Regions from separate parts of the Mus musculus genome. Here region 2 is linked to region 1. A link is a contact called in public HiChIP or PLAC-seq data. All regions are on one chromosome and are shown on one strand. The core of a region is the stretch at or near the end of the contact, and the rest is flanking DNA. Distances in the headings are between cores, read along the strand shown.

What was found. HiChIP or PLAC-seq counts read pairs in DNA pulled down with a chosen protein or histone mark.
Region 2: a contact with region 1 is called in a BATF HiChIP or PLAC-seq map of CD8 T cells, with 14 read pairs. The contact joins two enhancer-like sites. A contact is called at or near these places in 1 of 15 datasets of contacts at CTCF or cohesin (CD8 T cells), 1 of 484 Hi-C or Micro-C datasets (Th2 cells), 2 of 115 datasets of contacts at active chromatin or transcription factors (CD8 T cells and embryonic stem cells) and 3 of 9 other capture datasets (adipose tissue, liver and pancreatic islet).

What each region holds. Positions count from the first base shown.
Region 1 is chr7:119,909,448-119,914,650 of GRCm38.p6, reverse strand. Lyrm1 (LYR motif containing 1) reads right to left here. Exons shown (of 4, transcript NM_001285959.1): 2 at 4,689-4,847; 3 at 386-478. The coding sequence starts at 4,847. Among named protein-coding and RNA genes, the nearest start is that of Lyrm1, 16 kb to the right of the region's middle. Within about 2 kb of position 1,795, at least 10 of the 459 cell types and tissues checked have an H3K27ac peak or open chromatin away from gene starts, as enhancers often do. A contact at or near this core is called in CD8 T cells and Th2 cells, where this site is marked.
Region 2 is chr7:119,832,387-119,837,615 of GRCm38.p6, reverse strand. It overlaps Rexo5 (RNA exonuclease 5), which reads right to left. Exons shown (of 20, transcript NM_001370778.1): 14 at 4,841-4,945; 15 at 3,215-3,352. Among named protein-coding and RNA genes, the nearest start is that of Rexo5, 41 kb to the right of the region's middle. Within about 2 kb of position 1,410, at least 52 of the 459 cell types and tissues checked have an H3K27ac peak or open chromatin away from gene starts, as enhancers often do. A contact at or near this core is called in CD8 T cells and Th2 cells, where this site is marked.

The DNA.
Region 1 (5,203 bases), core at 546-3,045:
CAAAAGGTGAGAATTTTTGACAATTTTCACTTTTTTCTTTCTGTAATCTTTTAATATCTGAACTTTACTTTTTTCGTATCTAAAAAGCTTTCCTTTTATACTAAAGAAAATAAATGCATCTCTATAAAACTATGGGTGAAGGCCCAAAGAGTAGCTTTATATCTAGGAGCTGCTTTCCCCTTCCAGCTTGCGGGAAGCTGCACCAGAAGAGACCAGGCATTATATCCGTGTAGACAGTGGTTTACTGTGACGGGTAGTGGCATGCCAGGATAACGTACTTCCAGCACGCTTCCTCCCATGGCTCTTGCTCCTCTGTGAATGTTAGCCCTCGTGGTACACACCCTTAGAAAGACCTGCACTGCCCAGGGGCGGCGCTCATACTCACAGGGCGTGGATAAGGGATCTGGTAATGCAGTCCAATCTCAATCCGGGCCGTGCATTCAACTATGCATTGTTTAATCAGCTCTGGGTCTGTGAGCTGGTTAAGGGGAAATAAGCGAGACATTTAGTATCTTTCTAATGATATATAAAATATAGAGTTTCTTAAACTCTTTAGTTCACTACCAAGGAAACTCGATATTGGAAAAGGCCTTTCCTATCTTGTTTTCCAGTTAGCCTTCTTATGAATCCTTCCAAGGTTAGTCTATGAATATATAAACCTAAATACAGAGAATTGGCCTTTTAAAAATATTTCTCATTGATTATCTTGTGTGTATAGCGCAGGGAGTGTGCACATCCATTGTACACACACTGTGGTGCGCGCACCGCGTTGGTGTGGAGTTGCTTCTCTCCTTTTGTCTGTCTTTGAGCTCCAGGGATTGAGCTCAGCTCATCCAGCTTGTGCACTGAACACCTTTATCCAGTGAGCCATCTCACTGGCCCTGGTCTCTTCTTATAGAGATAGCTTTATAAGTCTTGCTTTTTCGTTAACATAATTTCAAGCTCTTTTGGTATTCAGACATCAGGAACTACTCTTCCTGAAAATTTACAAAAAAATCAACATCAGGCTTTATTATAATTTAACCACTGTATTATTTATGAGCATTTTGGTTATTTTCAGCCCTTTCCCATTATAAACAATTCTGCTGCTACAGATCTTTATGCAATTTTTTTCTCACATGCTAATGTATCTAAGAGATGAATTCTTACAGCAGAGAAGGTTAAGACAAAGGGGTTATACAGGTTCATACTTTTTTTTTTTTTACAGTATTCCCAAGTTACCTTCTGGAGTTACACCAATTCATGTCTCCATCAACAGTCTGCAAACTAGCATCCCCTCCAACACCAAGTGAGAGAGCTATTCCACACGCTCTCCACACCGACTCTCTTAAGTATTGGCTCTCAAGCTTTCCAATGCTGCAGCAGTTAATACAGTTCCTCATGCTATAGTGACATCCCCACTGTAAAATCATTTTGGTTGCTACTTCATAACTAATTTTACAACATAAATATCTGTGTTTTCCCATGGTCTTAAGTGATGCCCATGAAAAGGTCATTTGATCCCCCAAAGTGGTCATGACCCACAGGCTGAGACCCATTGCTCCACAGAAATCTGGTTTTTCAGCAAAAAGACTGGAGAACGGTTTACCTCATATTTTAAACTATAAATTGCCATGTTCATTAGTATGGGGCAAAAAGGAGTTTTGAAATCCCAAATCACTCAAATTGTGATAATGTATTTTTGAGTAAAAGAATGAAATGTTCACTTTGGGGGAAACACACACACACACAAGGCCAAATCAAGGAGAGAAACTTTCATTCTGAGGATGTAAAAAAACCACAAAACCCAACCAACCAATCAACCAACAACGAACAGTACATGGATCTTCTATCCATTTGTGAGTGCTTCAAAGTAGTTCGAGGATTGCATCAGCTTCAGATGACAACCAAATTGAAGTCTTGGCCCATGTGGCTTGATAATTCCAAGGGAGTTCTTGTCCCTTGGTGCTTCTTGGAGTTCCAGGAACAGCAGCACAGAGAACTGAGCTGAGTCCCTTAGGGCAGAGGCTCAACTCCCTGACCCCTACAGCCTCAGAAGCTAAGTGCTGCTATCGACATTGGGAATGGTTCTCATGTTGCCACTGGCCTGCTTGGGATTCAGAGCAATGAATACGATACCTCTGGATTATTATTCTTAAAGTCTTAGTGCAACTGGGTTATAGTAAACTGTTTCTGTCTACATCAGGAACCTTGGGGAAAGAAAAAGCCTCCTGACAATGATATTGCTAAGAGGGTTGGGGCTTCTTAAACTTCAGCACTCTATCATCTATATAACCTTGGGCTACAGTTCTCCAAATTCAGCTATTCACAGGATGCTGCATGATTTTTTGACATGGACACACCACCCTTGTCTCATCCTTGGCTAGGTCAAAGCTTAAAAATTATTCTAAAATAAATGAAAACCTAATCTTGACTAGTTCTCAGACAATTTTGTCTGCTCAGGTTTACTGGGTATATGCCACAGCCAGGCCATACTCATGGCCCTGACTCATGGAGTCATATCACCGCTTTCAGCTACCAAAGATACCATCTGAACAGAACACCTCTTGAACACCAAAAAGGCATAGAAGAAGCCAGATGAGTGACACGGTTTAAAATAGTGTCTTCTGGATGTGACAGACCTGTTGTATTTGTGAATTCACTGCAGCTGTGTTTGCCTGCATAAGACCCATACCAGACCAAGCAGGCCACATTCCAGCACAGGCAGGAGAGGCAGTCATGAGCCCCATCCCTATCTGAGGAGCTTTTGACAGCTACTGGCTGCTGGAGGAAAGTGAGTCAGTTCTCTTTAAGGGTATGGCCCCTGGAAGGTCAAACACACTCAGGGGGACAGTTCCACACCCACGAGTACATGGGCAGCACAAACTGGACTTGGTGCTTTACTTAAAAAAGTAAAAAAAGAGGGCACGAAGTTGAGGTAGATATGGTGAATCTGGGAAAAGTTTAGGGCTAAATATTGTAAAAATATATTGTGTACATGTATGAAAAAATGTAAAGGTTGGGTGTGGTGGCACATATACACCTTTAATCCCATCACTTAAAACAGGCTAGTGGCTCTCTTGAGTCACAGAACAGCCATGGCTATATACAGTCACTGTATTTAAAACAAATATTAATAATAATAATACAGCCGGGCAGTGGTGGCACACACATTTAATCCCAGCACTTGGGAGGCAGAGGCAGGTGGATTTCTGAGTTCGAGGCCACCCTGGTCTATAGAGTGAGCTCCAGGACAGCCAGGGCTACACAGAGAAACCTTGTCTCAACCCCCTCCCAAAAAAAAAACATTAAAAAAAAACAAAACCAAACACAATAAAGTATGGAGGCTTTGGGGTTCCCAGAAGATTATGAGAGTTTGTCTTAATTTTAATTCCTCTACTTTTTTACTTAACTAAAATATCTCTGAGAGACTATATTTTTATTGTTTATTTAATTTTTAATTTTTAATTTATTTTTTTATATATCCAAATTGTCTGGTCTAGTGTTTAGCACATGGTGGGATACTTTAATAAGGACTAAGAACAAAGAGTTTTACCTAGCAGCAGGTGACAGGAGCTACAGAAGAAACAAGAGGGGAAGGGAGCAGCTAGGGGATCAGGATTAAAAACAGATGACTAGGCTGAGGTGAGTTCCAGCAGGTGGGTGGTCAGAAACAAAGGCTGGGCCAAGGGTGGTGACATATGACTTTAATCCAGGCACTCAGAAGGCAGAGCCAGGGGAACCTATGTGAGTTGGAGGCCAGCCTAGTCTACATAAGTTCTAGGATAGCCAGGACTAAATAGACCCTGTTCAAAAAAAAAACAAAAAAACAAAAAAAGCCCAAAACCAAAGCAAAGCAAAGCAAAGCAAAGCAAAGCAAAGCAAAGCAAAGCAAAGCAAAGCAAAGCAAAGCAAAAGAAAAACAAAAAGAAAGTAACCAAGAGCAGATATTCAAAGTGGCCACAACAGAGGCTGCCCTTTAGCCTGCATGCAAGTGGTGGTAGGCGCTGTAGAGAAACTGCCAGAAAGACACTACATACAGTAGGGAGAAGCAGTGAAGCTAAATTGGAAGAGATCAAGCAGAAGTGGGCAAAGATGAGCCGGGTACCAACAGTCACCTTTCATCCTAGTGCCAAGCAGTTTCCCCAAGGGAAAGCCAGCCAGTGCTGGGTGCTTTGTCAGGATCAAGGGAAGCTGCCTGGTGTGCAGGTGCGTGCTTCTTGCTAAACTAGCTAGTAGAGCCTTGGTTTTTGCAGTACCACTCTGCTGGCCAAAGAGCTTATAACTCAGTTATGGGAGGAGTCCCGAGTCTTTTCTATATTATAAAGTGAGTTTATAACCAGAAGGCTTTGAATGCTTTATGAATAGAGAAAAAGCATTTTACTTCATACTACCCCTGGGAGTGGCTGGTCATCAGGATGTGAGGAACGCTCTCACTGGCATGACTTCTGTCACCTGGCTCCCAGGGTCTGAGGATGCTGAGCCATTTACTGGCTGGACTGAGACCTGGTTGATCCAAAAGAGGGAAACTCCAGCTGGGCTTGACTTTCTAGTACTGGCTAAACTGGCAAGCCTAGCCAAGCTGCATTCTGGGACCTTCCTGGTTCTGGGAGTTGGATGGGTCTTCTTCAGTTAAGGTAAGAAAGAAATGAATAAACACCACATGAAGATTCTCTGTTCCTTGCCATGTCCAGATGGGGCCTACTTACATTTTTGTTTTTCTGGAACAGTGTTCTGGCTTCCTTTAGTATGTACTGTTTTTCTTCGATGGTGTCTTCCATCTGCCCTGATGCTGCCTGCCATTTCCGTGCAAGCCTGAAAATGCTTCGGTAGAGGCAGAGGACTTCTTGTCGGGTTGCTGCTGTCATCTTTAGACCCACCAGAGTAAGAGGAAGAAAATTTACTAAAAATGCAGTTTGACAGTAGACAGATAGGCAGATGTACAGTTTTTGAATCAAGATTTTCAATTAGTCTAGAAATGATTGCTCCTGTTCAACAGATCTGTGGGCAGAGTAGAAACATCAGTGAGATAACTCTTTTGCTCTTTCTCCTCCCATCTTCTCATTTTGTTTTGTTTCTTCAATTTTTTTAAGTCAGGGTTTCTCTTGTTGTAGCCTTGGCTATCCTGGAACTAGTTATATAGACCAGGCAGGCCTTGAACTCACAGAGATCTGCCTGCCTCTGCCTCCTGAGTGCTGGGATTAAAGGCACTTGCCATCTCCAC
Region 2 (5,229 bases), core at 161-2,660, 77 kb after region 1:
CAAAGAAGCCAAAACAACAGGAAAAAAAAGAAAGCATCTTCAACAAATGTTGCTCGTCTAGCTGGTGGTCTGCAAGTAGAAAAATGCAAATAGATCCAAATCTATCATTCTGCACAAAATTAAAGTCCAAGTGGATCAAAGACTTCAAGATAAAACGGATATACTAAATCTAATAGGAGAGAAAGTGGAAAAGAGCCTGAAATGGATTGGCATAGTGTGGGAAGCCGTTACAGAGTGGCAGTTAGAGTGGCAGTTACAGAGTGGCAGTTACAGAGTGGCAGTTGCAGAGTGGCAGTTGGCTACAGCTGGCCACCACACATACATAGCCAGTAAAGGTTCTTTTGCCAAGGTGAGGTTTTGAGAATTGACAAAAGTTAACCAATCAGATGAGAGACAAGTTAACCAATCAGATGAGAGACAAGTTAACCAATCAGATGAGAGACAAGTTAACCAATCAGATGAGAGAGAACGCCTGTCCTAGGCCTATAAAAGCAGCACCAGTTCTGGGCTCGAGGTCTTTTCGCCTCTACAATCAAGCTCTCCCAATAAACGTGTGCAGAAGGATCCTGTTGCAGCGTCGTTCTTCCTGGCCAGTCGAGCGCGCGCAAGAGCATAGGGGAAATTTTTTCTGAACAGAACACCAAAATGGGATCTCATGAAACTGAAAAGCTTCTGCAAGGCAAAGGACACTGACATAAGACAAAGAGCAGCTTACAGAATGGGAATAGATCTTCACCAACCCTACATCTAACAGAGGGTGATATCCAAATATATAAAGAACTCAAGGAATTAGACATTAACAAACCAAATAATCCAGTTAAAAAATGAGGTACAGAGCTAAACAGAGAGTTCTCTACAGAGGACTCTAATGGCTAGGAAACAGTTAAAGAAGTGTTCAATATCAAGGAAGTGAAAATCAAAAGGACTCTGAGATTCTTACACTTGTCAGTATGGCTAAGATCAAATACTCAAGTGACAGTTCATGTTGGTGAAGAAATAGACCAAGAGGAACACTCAGCCATTGCTTGTGGGAGAGCAAACTTGTACAATCACTCTGGAAATCAATTTGGTGGTTTCTTAGAAAACAGGAAATAGTTTTACCTCAAGACCCAGCTACACTACTCCTAGGCATATACTCAAAATATGCTCCACCATACCACAAGGACACTTGTTCAACTGTGTTCATAGTAGCTTTAACCATAATAGCCAGAAACTGGAAACAATAGATATCCCTCAACTAAAGAAAAAATAAAGAAATGTGGTACATTTACACAATGAAATATTACTCAGCTATTAAAAACAATGAAATCATGAAATTTGCAGGGAAATAGAACTAGAAGAGGTCTTCCTGAGTGACGTAACCCAGATAGAAAGATAAAGTATGTACTCACTCAAAGTAAGTACTCATTTCTAAACCATGCTACAAACCACAGAGCCAAAGAAGCTAAATAACAAGTGAGGCCCAAGGGCGGATGCTTGAATCTCACTGAGAAGGGGAAATAAAACAGACACTGGGGATCAACTGACGGAGAAAACTGGGTACGAGAAGGGGTAGGGAGGATAACAGGAGGGATCAAGTATTGAGAAGAAAGAGGGAGAGAGAATTGGCACCTCTGAGAGAAGCTAGAAAGCTAGGAAAACGGAAGCTCCCAGCAATCTCTGAGGGTAACCCCAGCTAAGACTCCTTAGCAATAGGAGATATGGACCCTGAACAGGTCATCTCCAAGACTTCCAAAGTAGGGATGGCAACACAAACCTATCCACAAAACTTTTGACCTGTAATTTTTCCTGCCTATAATATGTGCAGGGAGCAGAGATCAATGGAACAGCCAACCAATAACTGGCCAGAGATCAATGGAATGACCAACCAATAACTGGCCCAACTTGAGACCCATGCCATGGGAGAGAGCCAATCCCGGACACTGTTAATGATAGTCTGCTGTACTTGCAGAGAGGAATCTAGGGTAACTGTCATCTGAGAGGCCTCACCCAGCAGCTGATGGAAAGAGATGAAGAGAGCCACAGCTAAGCATTGGGCAGAACATGGGGAGTCTTTGGAAGAGAGGGAGGAAGGATTAAAGGAGCCAGAGAGGTCAAGAAACCACAGGAAAACCTACAGAATCAACTAACCTGGGCCCATAAGGACTCACTGAGCTTGAACCACTAAGCAGAGAACATGTATGGGATAGACATAGTTCCTCAGGGCCTTCTCTGACTCTGTTGCCTGCCTTTGGATCCCTTTCTCCTAACTGGGCTGCCTTGTCTAGCCTCAATAGAGGAAGATACACCTAGTCCTAGTACAACTTGATACACCAAGACAAGCTGATATCTATAGGAGGCCACCTCTTCTCTGAGGAGAAAGGGAAGAGAGCATGGGGTGGGGGAGAAGGAGAGACTGGGAGAAGAGGGAGAGGGAAGCTGTGATCAGGATATAAAGTAAATAAATAATAAAAAAAAAAAAACAGTATACAAAATTTACTCCAAGAGACTGGGAAATTAGAATAAGAAAAGTGCTGGCAGTGGTGGCACACACCTTTAATCCCAGCACTCGGGAGGCAGAGTTCTGAGAAACTTTCTGAGTTCGAGGCCAGCCCGGTCTACTGAGTGACTTCCAGGACAGCCAGGGCTACAGAGAAACCCTATCTCGTAAAACCAAAAAATAAATAAGTAAATAAATAAATAAAATAAGAAAAGCAGGCCTACAGTACCTTTAATATACTAAATAACTTTTTCTTTAAAAAAAAAGAAAAAAGAAAGAAAATTGAAGTTGGGTAGAGTGTGTGGTAGCGTACACCTATAATTCCAACTATTCAGGAGGATTGCATATTTTATACCAACATAGGCTGTGCAATGAGCCCCTCTGTCTAAAATAAAAAATGGTTAGAAATGTAGTGAGGTCACAATCAGGAGGCACAAAGGCTACATTCAAATAGCAGGGATTTTGTTGTTTTGCCTCCTGGAGTTCTGAGATTAAAGGCATGTGCTACCACGACTGGCTTCAGTAGACATATTTTCTTCTGGCCTACATGGCAGATTTCTCTTTAAGCAAAACAAAATAAAAATTATAAATAAACAAAAACATAAGCTCTAGAAAACCTGATTATTTATGAGTCACACAGAGCTGGGCACTCTCAAGCTCACTGTACTATTAGCTGCACAGCCCCCACAACCACCTGATTTTTCTAAGTCAAAACCCTTAATTTTCTCATCTTACCCTGTAAGTTTCAAGAACAAGAGTGATTGAGTGTACTGGGCCCAAGCTACTAAACACCTTCTTCAGAGCCCCGACGTTACAATCTTTGCTAAATGGCCCAGCATAGACAGTTGACATTTGTGTCCACTTGGTCTTCATCTATAGGACAAATAACAGAACAAAGAGGTAGCTGTGAAAAGGAACTGAAACCATAAGGCAAAGCATGTCTTACCTTTTCAAATGTCTAAAGTTCAGAGTTATTAAAAGTCTGGAAATATGGCTTAGTGGTGAAGAGCACTTTTTGCTCTTGCAGAAGATCTAGGTTTGGTACCCAGCACTCACATGGTGGTTTATAACCATTTATAACCAGTTCCAGGGAACCTGTTGCCCTCTTCTGACTTCCAAGGGCACCAAACACAAATGCAGAACACACACATACTTGCAGAAAAAACATTCCCACATAAAAAATAAAATAAATAAACCTTTAAAAAGTTACCATAGATATAGGCATAGATGGGAGGCAAAGGTAGGAGGATCTCTGTGAGTATGAGGCCAGCCTTGTTTCCAGAGAGAAAGAGGGGCAGGGGGAGGGGGAGGGAGAGGGAGAAGGAGGGGAGGGGAGGGCGAGGGGAATGGGGAGGGGGAGAGAGGGGGAGAGAGAGAGAGAAAGAGAGAGAGAGAGAGAGAGAGAGAGAGAGAGAGAGAGAGAGAGAGAGAGAGAGAGAGATCAATTAATTCATGACAGCCAGGACTACATAAAGACCCTATCTCAAAAAACAAGAAACAGCCAGGCAGTGGTAGCACACTCCTTTGATCCCAGCACTTGGGAGGCAGAGGCAGGCGGATCTCTGAGCCAGCCTGGTCTACAGAGTGAGTTCCAGGACAGCCAGGGCTACACAGAGAAACCCTGTCTCGAAAAACAAAACAAACAAACAAAGAAACAAACAAAAAACCAAGAAACAAATAAAATAAACAAAGAGTTTATATTCAAGGATGCAAGAGAATTTATAATAGAAAAATTTATTTATAATAGAAAAAATTAAAAATACAAATGCTCTCAATAATAGGTATATCACATAGTAGTAGTATACCTTAAAAATAAGAAAAATAAACTAAATAATAACATAAGAGGAGGTATTTTAAGTTAAATAAAATATAAAGTTGCAAGAATGGGCTCAATGGATAAGCTCAATGGATAAGGTGCCTGCTTGATGACTTGAGCTCAGGTTGCCAGCACCCACATGAAAACCTGAGTGCAAACGGCACACGCCTCTAATCCCAGTGCTGGCAGGTAGAAACAGGATGACCAAATAAGTGACCTCTAGATTCAATGAGACACTCTGTCCCCAAAAATAAGCTAAAAGAGATAAAAGAAGATATTGAATGATGGCCTTGCCTGTGCATGCATAGGCATACGTACTCACCTACCCGCATACCTGTACACATATACACGAAACACACATAAAGTTAAGCTGCAAAACAATGTAGTCAGTCCGATTACTGTTTTATAAAACATGTTTTTCAAATGTTGATGTTTATTGAAATAATGTGGAGAAAGAGATGTGACTTTAATCAAGTGTGCATTACTTTCCTTAATGAAGAGAGGTTGTAAATTATCAAACACTTCAGCAGAACCCATCTACTTACACTGTTTTTCATCTCCTCAGCGAAGAGGGGTGGAAAGGGCTGAAAAGAGAACTCCACAATATTGAAGGGGAACAAAGGGACTTCCACCCTGGCCTGCTCAAGCACCTGGAGAGGACAGAGAGCACAGACGAGGTGAGTTAGGAACCCAGGGCCCGACTCCCCCGAGAACCACAGTAATACAAAGCTGCCTTTTACTCGTACCTCAAAGTAATACACAGCTGCCTTCCAGGCCTACAGAGAAATGGCAACAGCACAGTCTCTTAGAAAAGCCATTAAATCACTGCTTCTTGGCCTTTGGTCTGAATAGTATCTGTCCTTGCCAGCTTACTATACCTTGCTCTCTGACCAAGCACAACAAATGAAACACATTTCTGAAGCAGGGAGATGGA